Regions from separate parts of the Mus musculus genome. Here all the other regions are linked to region 1. The links are chromatin contacts, called in public promoter capture Hi-C maps. All regions are on one chromosome and are shown on one strand. Each heading gives the region's core, a stretch centred on a gene start, on an enhancer-like site or on the middle of the called end of the contact. The rest is flanking DNA. Distances are from core to core; before and after follow the strand shown. Region 1 holds the start of Phf2 (PHD finger protein 2). Region 2 holds the start of Iars (isoleucine-tRNA synthetase). Region 3 holds the start of Omd (osteomodulin).

Evidence for each region. Promoter capture Hi-C pulls out the DNA fragments that hold promoters and counts their contacts.
Region 2: a promoter capture Hi-C map of pre-B cells shows a contact between it and region 1, with 4 times the contacts expected there. The contact joins the promoter of Iars here to the promoter of Phf2 in region 1. A contact is called at or near these places in 1 of 39 promoter capture datasets (pre-B cells), 1 of 115 datasets of contacts at active chromatin or transcription factors (bone marrow-derived macrophages) and 2 of 9 other capture datasets (adipose tissue and liver).
Region 3: a contact with region 1 is called in a promoter capture Hi-C map of liver, with 2.4 times the contacts expected there. The contact joins the promoter of Omd here to the promoter of Phf2 in region 1. A contact is called at or near these places in 2 of 39 promoter capture datasets (both in liver).

What each region holds. Positions count from the first base shown.
Region 1 is chr13:48,869,351-48,872,248 of GRCm38.p6, forward strand. It overlaps Phf2 (PHD finger protein 2), which reads right to left and starts at 1,535. Exons shown (of 22, transcript NM_011078.3): 1 at 1,318-1,535. The coding sequence starts at 1,415. It overlaps Phf2os1 (a long non-coding RNA gene), which reads left to right and starts at 1,601. Exons shown (of 2, transcript XR_003950516.1): 1 at 1,601-1,853.
Region 2 is chr13:49,680,620-49,683,517 of GRCm38.p6, forward strand. It overlaps Iars (isoleucine-tRNA synthetase), which reads left to right and starts at 1,511. Exons shown (of 34, transcript NM_172015.3): 1 at 1,511-1,584.
Region 3 is chr13:49,581,013-49,583,910 of GRCm38.p6, forward strand. Omd (osteomodulin) reads left to right here and starts at 1,450. Exons shown (of 3, transcript NM_001360708.1): 1 at 1,450-1,801. The region is part of intron 5 of Cenpp (centromere protein P); the gene reads right to left.

The DNA of each region.
Region 1 (2,898 bases), core at 285-2,784:
TGGGGGAGGCAACACAAGATACTCGAGGGATTCCAGTGAGCCATACAGGACCACCCCTCGTAAGGCCAGCCAGGTTGCCCTACAAGAGTGGGCCTCTGTCCCAGGGCCTACAGATGTGAGAAGGCCCATCAAATCCTGGCCACCTAGCTCCCAACACTTAAAGATGACTAGACCAGAGACCACAGCTCTTTTTCAAGACTCCCTAAAGATCCTGGATGTGAGATATCAGAAGGGTCTTCTCTCTAGAAGGAAGGTCAGGGACGGTCCAGAACCACACACCGTTCTCTCCCTCCAGCCTGCTACTCGCTGTTAAAAACTCACACCCAGGGGACAGACAGACCTGTCCAGCTTCAGGCCAGCCCTCTTGAGGCCCAAGCACATCCCACAGGCAAAGTCAAACACAAGAGAACCTGTTGGAGCAGTTTAAGCAGGATGATCACCTCTTTCTCCTCCTCTTACTTCTAAGTAGGAAGGGACTTAGGCTCTTAAAAAGTAGACACAAGGCCAGGTCATGGCCACCGGCAAGGGCCCAGAGGGCGGGTTTAGTATCTCCAAGCTTACCTCTTTCCCTCCTCCCCATCTTCCTTAAAGAGCATAAGGTCATGTCAAAACTGGGGTTCCTCTGCCTGAAGCAGAGAGGAGGGAAATGGGGAGCCGAGCAGGCCAGGAAATGAGCGGCCAAGCCACAACACCCCCACCCCAACACACAGACACTCACGTCGGTCTGTCACTGCACTCCCGCCTAGGCCCGCAGGCCGGCCCGAGCCAGTAGGCACGCGGGGTCCCCGGTGGGGTCCTGCCCGCCAGGACACAGTCCCGAGGGGGTTCCCGGGATCCAGCACAGACGGGGGGCACTGGCCGCTACCTCGCTACCGTTCCCCCGGTCCACCCGAGCCCTGCCAGCTCCGGAGCCCGCCAGTCGCGCCTCTCGGGGGACCCGCGCCGGGCCGCGCGCCCGCCTCTCCCGGCCCGGCCGCCCCGAGCCCGCGCGGGGAAAGTTCCTGCAACTTCGCAGGGGGCTGGCGGCGGGGGCCCCGGGCCTGGGCCTCGTCCGGCTCCTGGCCTCCGCGGCCACTGCGGCCCCGCTGTCAGACGACCGGGTCCCAGCCCCATCGCGGCCGGAGCCCCAACTTCCCCGCGCCCCTCGCCCGCCCCGGCCACGGGCCTCGCTTTGTGCGCGGCGGCCGTACGCCCCCGCCCTGGGCACAAAAGGGCGCGCGGCCCGGCGGCCGAACGCGGCTGCGGTGCCCGGCGGGGCCCGGGGCGCGCGACCAGGGCGCGGGGCTCGGTGGGCCGGGCGGGCCGCGGCGCGCTCACCTGCCGTGGAACCAGTCCTTGCAGGCATCGCACTCGATCATAAAGCGGGTAACGTCGTAGGGCAGCCGGCAGACGCAGTACACGGGCACCGTCGCCATGTTGCCGCGCCGCCGCTCGCCCCGCCGCTGCGCTGCCCGGGTCGGGCCGGGCCGGGCCGGGGGCCGCGCGGCGAGGGCGGCGGGGGCGGCGGGCGCGGGCGCCGCGGCCGGAGCGGACGGGGCCGGGGGCGCTCGGCAGGGCCCGCGCGCGCGCTCGCGGCCGGGCGCGTCCACACAATGCCGGCGCGGGCTGCTGGGGCCGCGCCGGGAGCCGCCCGCCGGGCCGCGGGGCGCAGGGCTGAGAGTGCGCGGGGGGCCCGGCCGCGCGCGGGACACAAAGCGAATGGACGCGCGGGGGCGGCGGGCGGGGAGCCGCGGCCCCACCGAAGGGACCCCCGGCCGCCGAGCGGCCGCTACGTCAGCGCCCCGGGTGGCGCCGCCTCCGCCCGCCGGCCTGGGCCCCGCTCCCGCCGCCGGGAAGGCGGGCCGCGGTAGAAGGTGGGCCGCGGGCCTGGGGGAGCCAGCAGCCGGGCTCGGGGGCACCCCGCGGGAGAGGGTGGCCCCGGGACTCCCAGGGAGACGAGCCGCGGAGCCCCCTGCCCCCGACTACGTGAACACAGTTCGCACAGCCCTGCCTTAGCCAGAAGCAACTCCTTGGCCTTAACTTTCTTCTGACCCCGAAGTGGGATGGACAGGGGGATCTTCCTCCTCTTCCTGGGCCCGGCAGCCTCCCTCCCATCCCGAACTGCGACTGAGTTGCTGGCTTTTGAATAACCTCCCCTTCCCCTTCTTTCTAGCTGGGGGCTGCCTTGCTTCCTCGTACGATCCGGTGAACTTTCCCGATGCTCCGGCAAAAGTCAGGGGACCCGAGAGTGAACTGTTTGTTGTAGGACACAGCTTACCTGGGATTGGTGCCGCCCAGGACCCCTTATTACAACCCATAGACCCACAGACCTTAGGAGCGGAGGACAGTCCAGTGAGTCGCAACTGAGCCACAGGACTGCTGGGGAAGACAAGGGGTTATGTTGTCGCTCTCGCCCCTGCAGTCTTGCTCTGAACTGGCTCCCTGGTCTCACCTGTCCTGCTTAGAGCTTTTTTGTTGGTTGGTTGGTTGGTTGTTTGGTTGGTTGGTGAGATATGAATGAGGGTCCTTCTCTGTCCCCTACCCAGGTCGACCCTGATGAGCAGGGCCATATATTTAGGAAGAAAGCTGTCTGCTAGATCTGCTTCCCCTTTGCCTGTCCCCACACAATACGTGGAGATGCTAGTCTCTGCAGATACATTCCAGAGTTTCAGACCTCTGCTTACCTTGACAAGGCAGAGTCCCAGTTATCCCTGCCCAGAGTGCGGCTGCCAATCAGCTCCATTGCTGGCAACTCAGAGGATAGCCTGTTATGGAATCTGCCCTCAACCAACCCCCACCCTTCCCAAATAGGTAAACCCAGGGCCACAAATCAGGATCCGAACCAGGGCAAGCACTGTGTAACCTAAGGGCACACATGTGGCAGGGGAGATAGGAAATTGGGGCGGGGGGCGCAGACAG
Region 2 (2,898 bases), core at 261-2,760, 810 kb after region 1:
TGCTGGGATTAAAGGCGTGCACTACCACGACCAGCGAAAGTTTTTTAATTACCTATTTTCTAGACGAACTGTTCCTTTACTTCCCAACAGTAGTTTATAGTGTTTCTCAATCCAATTTTTAAACAGCCTGGTCCAGTCTACACTACCTATGGGTACATAAGTTTCTTTCACTTTGTGCAGGGACCTTTGTTCTATTTCTGCACGCTGATCAGAGGATAAACATGAGGTGAACCAATTGGCAATTTAAAGAATGCAAAGCTTAAAAACTCCAAATATTTCTGGTTAATAAGGATACTCATAATTAAGAAAGCAAGAAGCACAGGCAAACACTGCATCTAATTTTCGACACCATAGGGCCTAGAACTGTTGAATAAAACACTCAACAGTTATCAAAATGTTCTAAAACTCGCCGAGATTTCTACTTCATTTAGGCCAAATCCGTTTTTTTGTTTTTGTTTTTCTGTCATTAATAAAATAGGCACTTATTTACCTAATTAACGCTGTCAATTTATCAAGGCCAAAACTTACTTTCACAGACTGGTGTCAACGTTCTCATTTGTTCTAGGCCGGATCCGAAGGGTACTAAGTAGATATGTAATGATACATAAGCAAAATTTTGAAATGAAAAGAACCATTGCAATGACATTCAATAAAGGGTTCAGATTATTGTCAGACCCTCTTCCCTTCTCTTGCCATTTACCACATGGTTAGTAGTCTCCAGGTTAATATGTACTGTTCCCAAAATAATTGTGGGAGTCACTTGTCAGAAGTTTCATATGTAGCATAAATTTTAGATGCCATCACAGCTGGGAATCTAACTCAGTTGGCAGTGTGTGGCTATGGTGCACAAATGGCCGGCTTATCCACCGCACCATATAAAAACAGGCGTGATGGAACATTTCTGTAACTCCCATTGTGGAGGCAGAAAGTTCTGCAGTTCAAGGTCATTCCTTAGCTGCTTAGGAGTTCCGGAGCCAGCAGGAGATACAAGAGACCCTGAGTCTAAACTAATTTTATATGGCGTCAAATGTCCAGATCTCAAATATACTCACATATATTTAATAATATTCACATATATTGACATATATTTAAGAATACTGGGGTTGGAGAGATGGCTCGGAGGTTAGGAGTACTGGCTGCTCTTCCAGAGGTCTCCAGTTCAACCCCAAGCTTTCACCATTCTGGCTTACAACGAATACATGCAGGCAGGAGACTGTGTACAAATAAACAAACCCTTTTAAAAAAGAGAGAGAGAGAGAGTACTGACATATGGACCCAGGACGAAAGGGTGTCTCTCGTTCATAGGCCAAGACTTAGAAGGCAAAAACTTTGCCACATTGAGTAGCCACTGACTTGCCGGGTTAGGGCTCTGGAGCGTCTTCTCCTTCCTTTGCAGGGACGCTCCCATCCTGCTCTGCAGTTATGCACGGACCAATCGCCACACGTGTTGTTTGTAGGTGTTGGATGGCACACGCTGATTGGGCGCCGCGGAGGGGTTGAGCCTGGCACTGTCAGTATTGCATCACCTCCAGACGCGGAACGTGGTCGCAGGCTGCAACCTGAGCGAGCTCTCCGGGTTCCCAGGTAAGCCGCACCCTCTTGTCCTTCTGGGCCGCAGAGTGAGGCCCGCCCGTGTAACAACCTCCAGACAGCACGAGGCGGTGAAAAAGGAGCACGCTGCTTCTCACTGTGAGTGAGCTGCGGGCACAAAGCTATTTCCAGAGAGCTTTCGTGGAGGGAGAGTAACATTGCAGAACTCAGAGCTGCCCGCAGATTCTGGCCTGACTCGTTGGGTGGAGGACTGAGATCCTTAGAAGTACCCCCTTCACTTAGTGGGACCTTGGTGGCTTATGAGCAGGGAGTTGTGAGAATGCAGCGTGACATAGTATCCGAGAGAAGATCGGAATCTGATTGAGGTCACTGCCAAGTTAGGTGTTTTAAAAGAACTAACCTAGGAGTCTTTCTGGAGTCTGGGCTTCTCCCAACTGTGCTGGGATTCGCGTGTACTTATCTCTCGGTACCAAGGTAGGTAGGTTATGCGCTGCACGCTTGTCCTGGGCTCACAGAATCTGCTAATGCAGTTTAAGCTCACTGTTGGCGGCCCTACAGAACAAACTATTGGGGTTTGGAGGTGTGAAGAGATAACTTATCCGGGTCTCCTATAGGCTTGGACTGAAGGTGGGCAGAGATTATACTCCAAGGTTTATATAAATCTATCCTGTCTGGACAGAAGATGAGGGGGTCGTTGTTGTCATTTTGGCTTGGGACGTGTGCGTGATGAATATGTGAGAGAATAACTTCGTTTTCAACCTCATGAATTTGTTCTCTTTTTTACTGTGTTAGAGAAATAAGCCGAAATCATTGAGAAACTCACAGAATGCAAACTAGTGTATCTGAGACTTGCTCTTTTGTTTCTCAGTGTATAGGTAGAAAGTATAGAGTTGGTCTTCTCTAACTACTAGTTCTGCATCTGGGCTTTCAACCAGCCAGTGCTCATGCTATGTGGTTAGGTCTGTAGTAGTGACATGTACTGTACGTGTACAAACGTAATGTCTTGGTCATTATTTCCTAAGCAATATAGTATAGCAATTGTGTATCTAGGATTTAAATGTATTAGGTAGGATAAGTAAAGATTAGTTAAAATACACCGGCAGATGCATGTAAATTATAGGCTAATACTATGTTTATAAGAGAATTAAGCATCCTTGTATTTGGGTGTTCCAACAGATCCTGAATCCAGTACCCCGTGGATGTGGAGGGGCGTTTCTGTTTGACTGGCTTGTGTTTTGTTGTTGTTGTTGTTGATGATGATGATGTCTTAGTCACTTGTTCCTCTGAAGAGACACCCAGAGTGACAATGAAATGCCATTTTTGTGGAACACAGTACACACATGGTAC
Region 3 (2,898 bases), core at 200-2,699, 710 kb after region 1:
ATGCCGTGTCTGTTTCAATAAAATCATAACTCTACCATATAATTTAAACTTTTTAAAACCAATTCATCTGACTTCTCTCCATTTGGTACAATGAAGTTGCCTAAGAAATCAGTAATCAGAAACTCGCCTATCCTCTTTCATTTTCAGTCACTGCCAAATGCAACATCATATACACTGCTAGCCTCCTTTAAATTTTCTAGAAACACTTTTGTTTGGGGAACAGGGGTTCTTTGTGTAGGTCTGGTCATCCTGATGACCAGGCTGTTCTGGAACTCAAAGATCTGCTTGCCTCTACTATCCAAGTGCTGGGATTAAAGGTGTGCATCACCACTTCTGGTTCTAGACTTTCAAAAAATGTGCTCTAGTATTAGTGATATATTTTCCTACCTAATCTAGAAACAAGAACAACAGAATCACTATTTTAAGACCACAACATACAATTAATAAAGAATTATATTTAAAAATTAAGTGGCTGATTTTAACTTAATCTTTTAAAAGAACTATAAGGGGACTAAAACAATGCTTGAGAAAAACATACAGATTTGTTCTTCTCCCGAGTGTGAAAGCCTGAGGTTTAAGAACAAAGACAGTAATAGGAAACATATGGAAAAGATCGGTAACTAAATGGAATCTTGGCCCAAGTGCGGTCTGCCACATTTCACATACCAATGTCTCGAGTAATAGACTAGATGTTTACAATGTTGCCAAAGCACCGTTGAAATACTATATACTTTTCTTAAATCTGAAACATTAAAATAAATCCTCTAGGTTACTTATAAAGTCTAATAGAAAACACTGTTTTGAAGAACCAAAACTTCTCAAGCTTGAAAGAATGTCTTTCCAAAAAACTCAACAGCTGATGCCAAGAGACACAGCTAACTCTGTTTAACTATGAAAACATTAGCACAAAAATGTAGCCTTGCAGTAAGCAGGCTTGCTAGCTGCAACTCTTAAGGAGGGCTCCTTCAGCAAATGAAGAAAGTTTCTAAATCCATACAATAAAAGGTAGAAGAAGTGACTGAGCAGCAGAGGCTTTTATTCGATCCCACTTAAAGACAAAGTGGACTATAAAATTATTTTGTGTACTGAGCCGAAAGGCAAGGCACTAGCATACATAGCTGAGGGAATTCATTTCTCTTTAAAAGTTATTAGTAGTCTTTATAAGTGGGAAAGCTGTGCCTTTAATCTGTGAAACCAATGCACTCTACTGCATTCTCAAAGTAAACTAGATGTGAAATGCTGTATGTTTCCACTTCTGATTCTTAGTCAAGAGTCAAAGGAAAGCACTGATGTGAATGCAAGCCTCTGTCAACCCAGGAACCGGATACAATTTTGAATTCCACCTTAAATTGCTGAGACACTGGGCTCCAGGTCACAGTGGACTTTAATCTGAAGAATTCTTTGGCATAAAAATGAAAATAAAAACAGTAATCAGTACATGTTGTTTCATTTAGTCTTGTTTGCCTTTCATATTAAGAGAAAATTCTTGCCACACCTCAAACCAAAATTAAGGAGAAAAGAAAGAAGTTAGCCACATAAATCTGACCAAGAGCACAAACATCTTACTTTGAATCCACAAAATTCTGTATAATGAAAAGAAGTACAAAATTTTAATTCAACCCAAGTGTTTTCCAAGCAGATTGTATTTACTTAAATTGCTCCAGTAATTCAAAGGACAGCCCTGTCTGCACACTGAGTTACTGTGGATTTTTAAGAAACTTCGCTAAAGAATTTAGGCATTTCTGATTCAGTTAAAGGATTGCCAATTCATCAGTCCCTGAAACTAGAGCAATCTCAACAGGTATGATGATAAAGTAATTTTCAACTCTTAAAGTATGTATTCTTACTGTTACAAAAGTGTCTTAGGGTTGCTAAATATTAAATTAGACTGCACTTATCATAAAAGCGCAATCGGGGAAGCAAAATCTGACTAAAAATTAAATTAAAATTTCGATTAAGCAAAATGTTTAAGCAAAAAGACCAGCAAGGTGAGTTTAAATTTCTGATTTAAAATGACTCAATAAGCAATATTTGTTTAGATTATTTTTAAAATAAAACTGGACAAAGGGAAAGAATCTTCGGTTAAAGGAATCAATTTCTCTTTAGTTTCTTGGGTTTGTTTTTCTGCTCTTAATTTTAAATGACAAAAAATTTGCTAAACAATTTTGCTAAAAAAAAATGCTTTGTTGTAATTTTTTCTACTGGGCAAATTTCTGATTTAGAATGTTTGTTTTCATTTGTATCATTCCCAAGACAGGAACATTTTGTCTGGTTATTAAAGGATTCTTAAGTTTAAGTTAATTACGATTTAAATGTATTGTGTATGTATGTATGTATGTATGTATGTATGTATGTATGTACGTATGTATGTATGCATGTATGTATTATTTTAACTGAGACACACTTTTTTTAAAGAGCAAAAGACTAAATTTAAAGTTGTCTTAGACAAGAATTAACAGGTACAGATGATCTTTATATCCTGGCTTCTATGGCCTATCAGTAAAACGGTTAAGAGCTTTAAAACAGTGACATGCTACAATGCTTTTACCTTTAAGTTTCCAGAACTAAGTAAATTATAACACTTTTATTAATTTGGATTAGGACCTACATTCATTTAAAAACATGAGTGTTTTTCTTCAAGTAAGAGAAATGTTATGATAAAGAAACTCTTATTGTGTTATTTGCAAAATTCATATTAATGGATAATTTCTTAAATTTTACATTGTTGCTTTGCTTTATTTTTTCTTCATCTCTCATATTTCTAATAGACAATATAAGTAAGAAATATCACATATTGTTATATAGAAATAAGTACAAAAGATAACAGCTAAGTTCTCTAACTTTTAACCATCTAAAGAAACCAGCATGGTGAATGCCTAGAGAAATAAACATTAACAG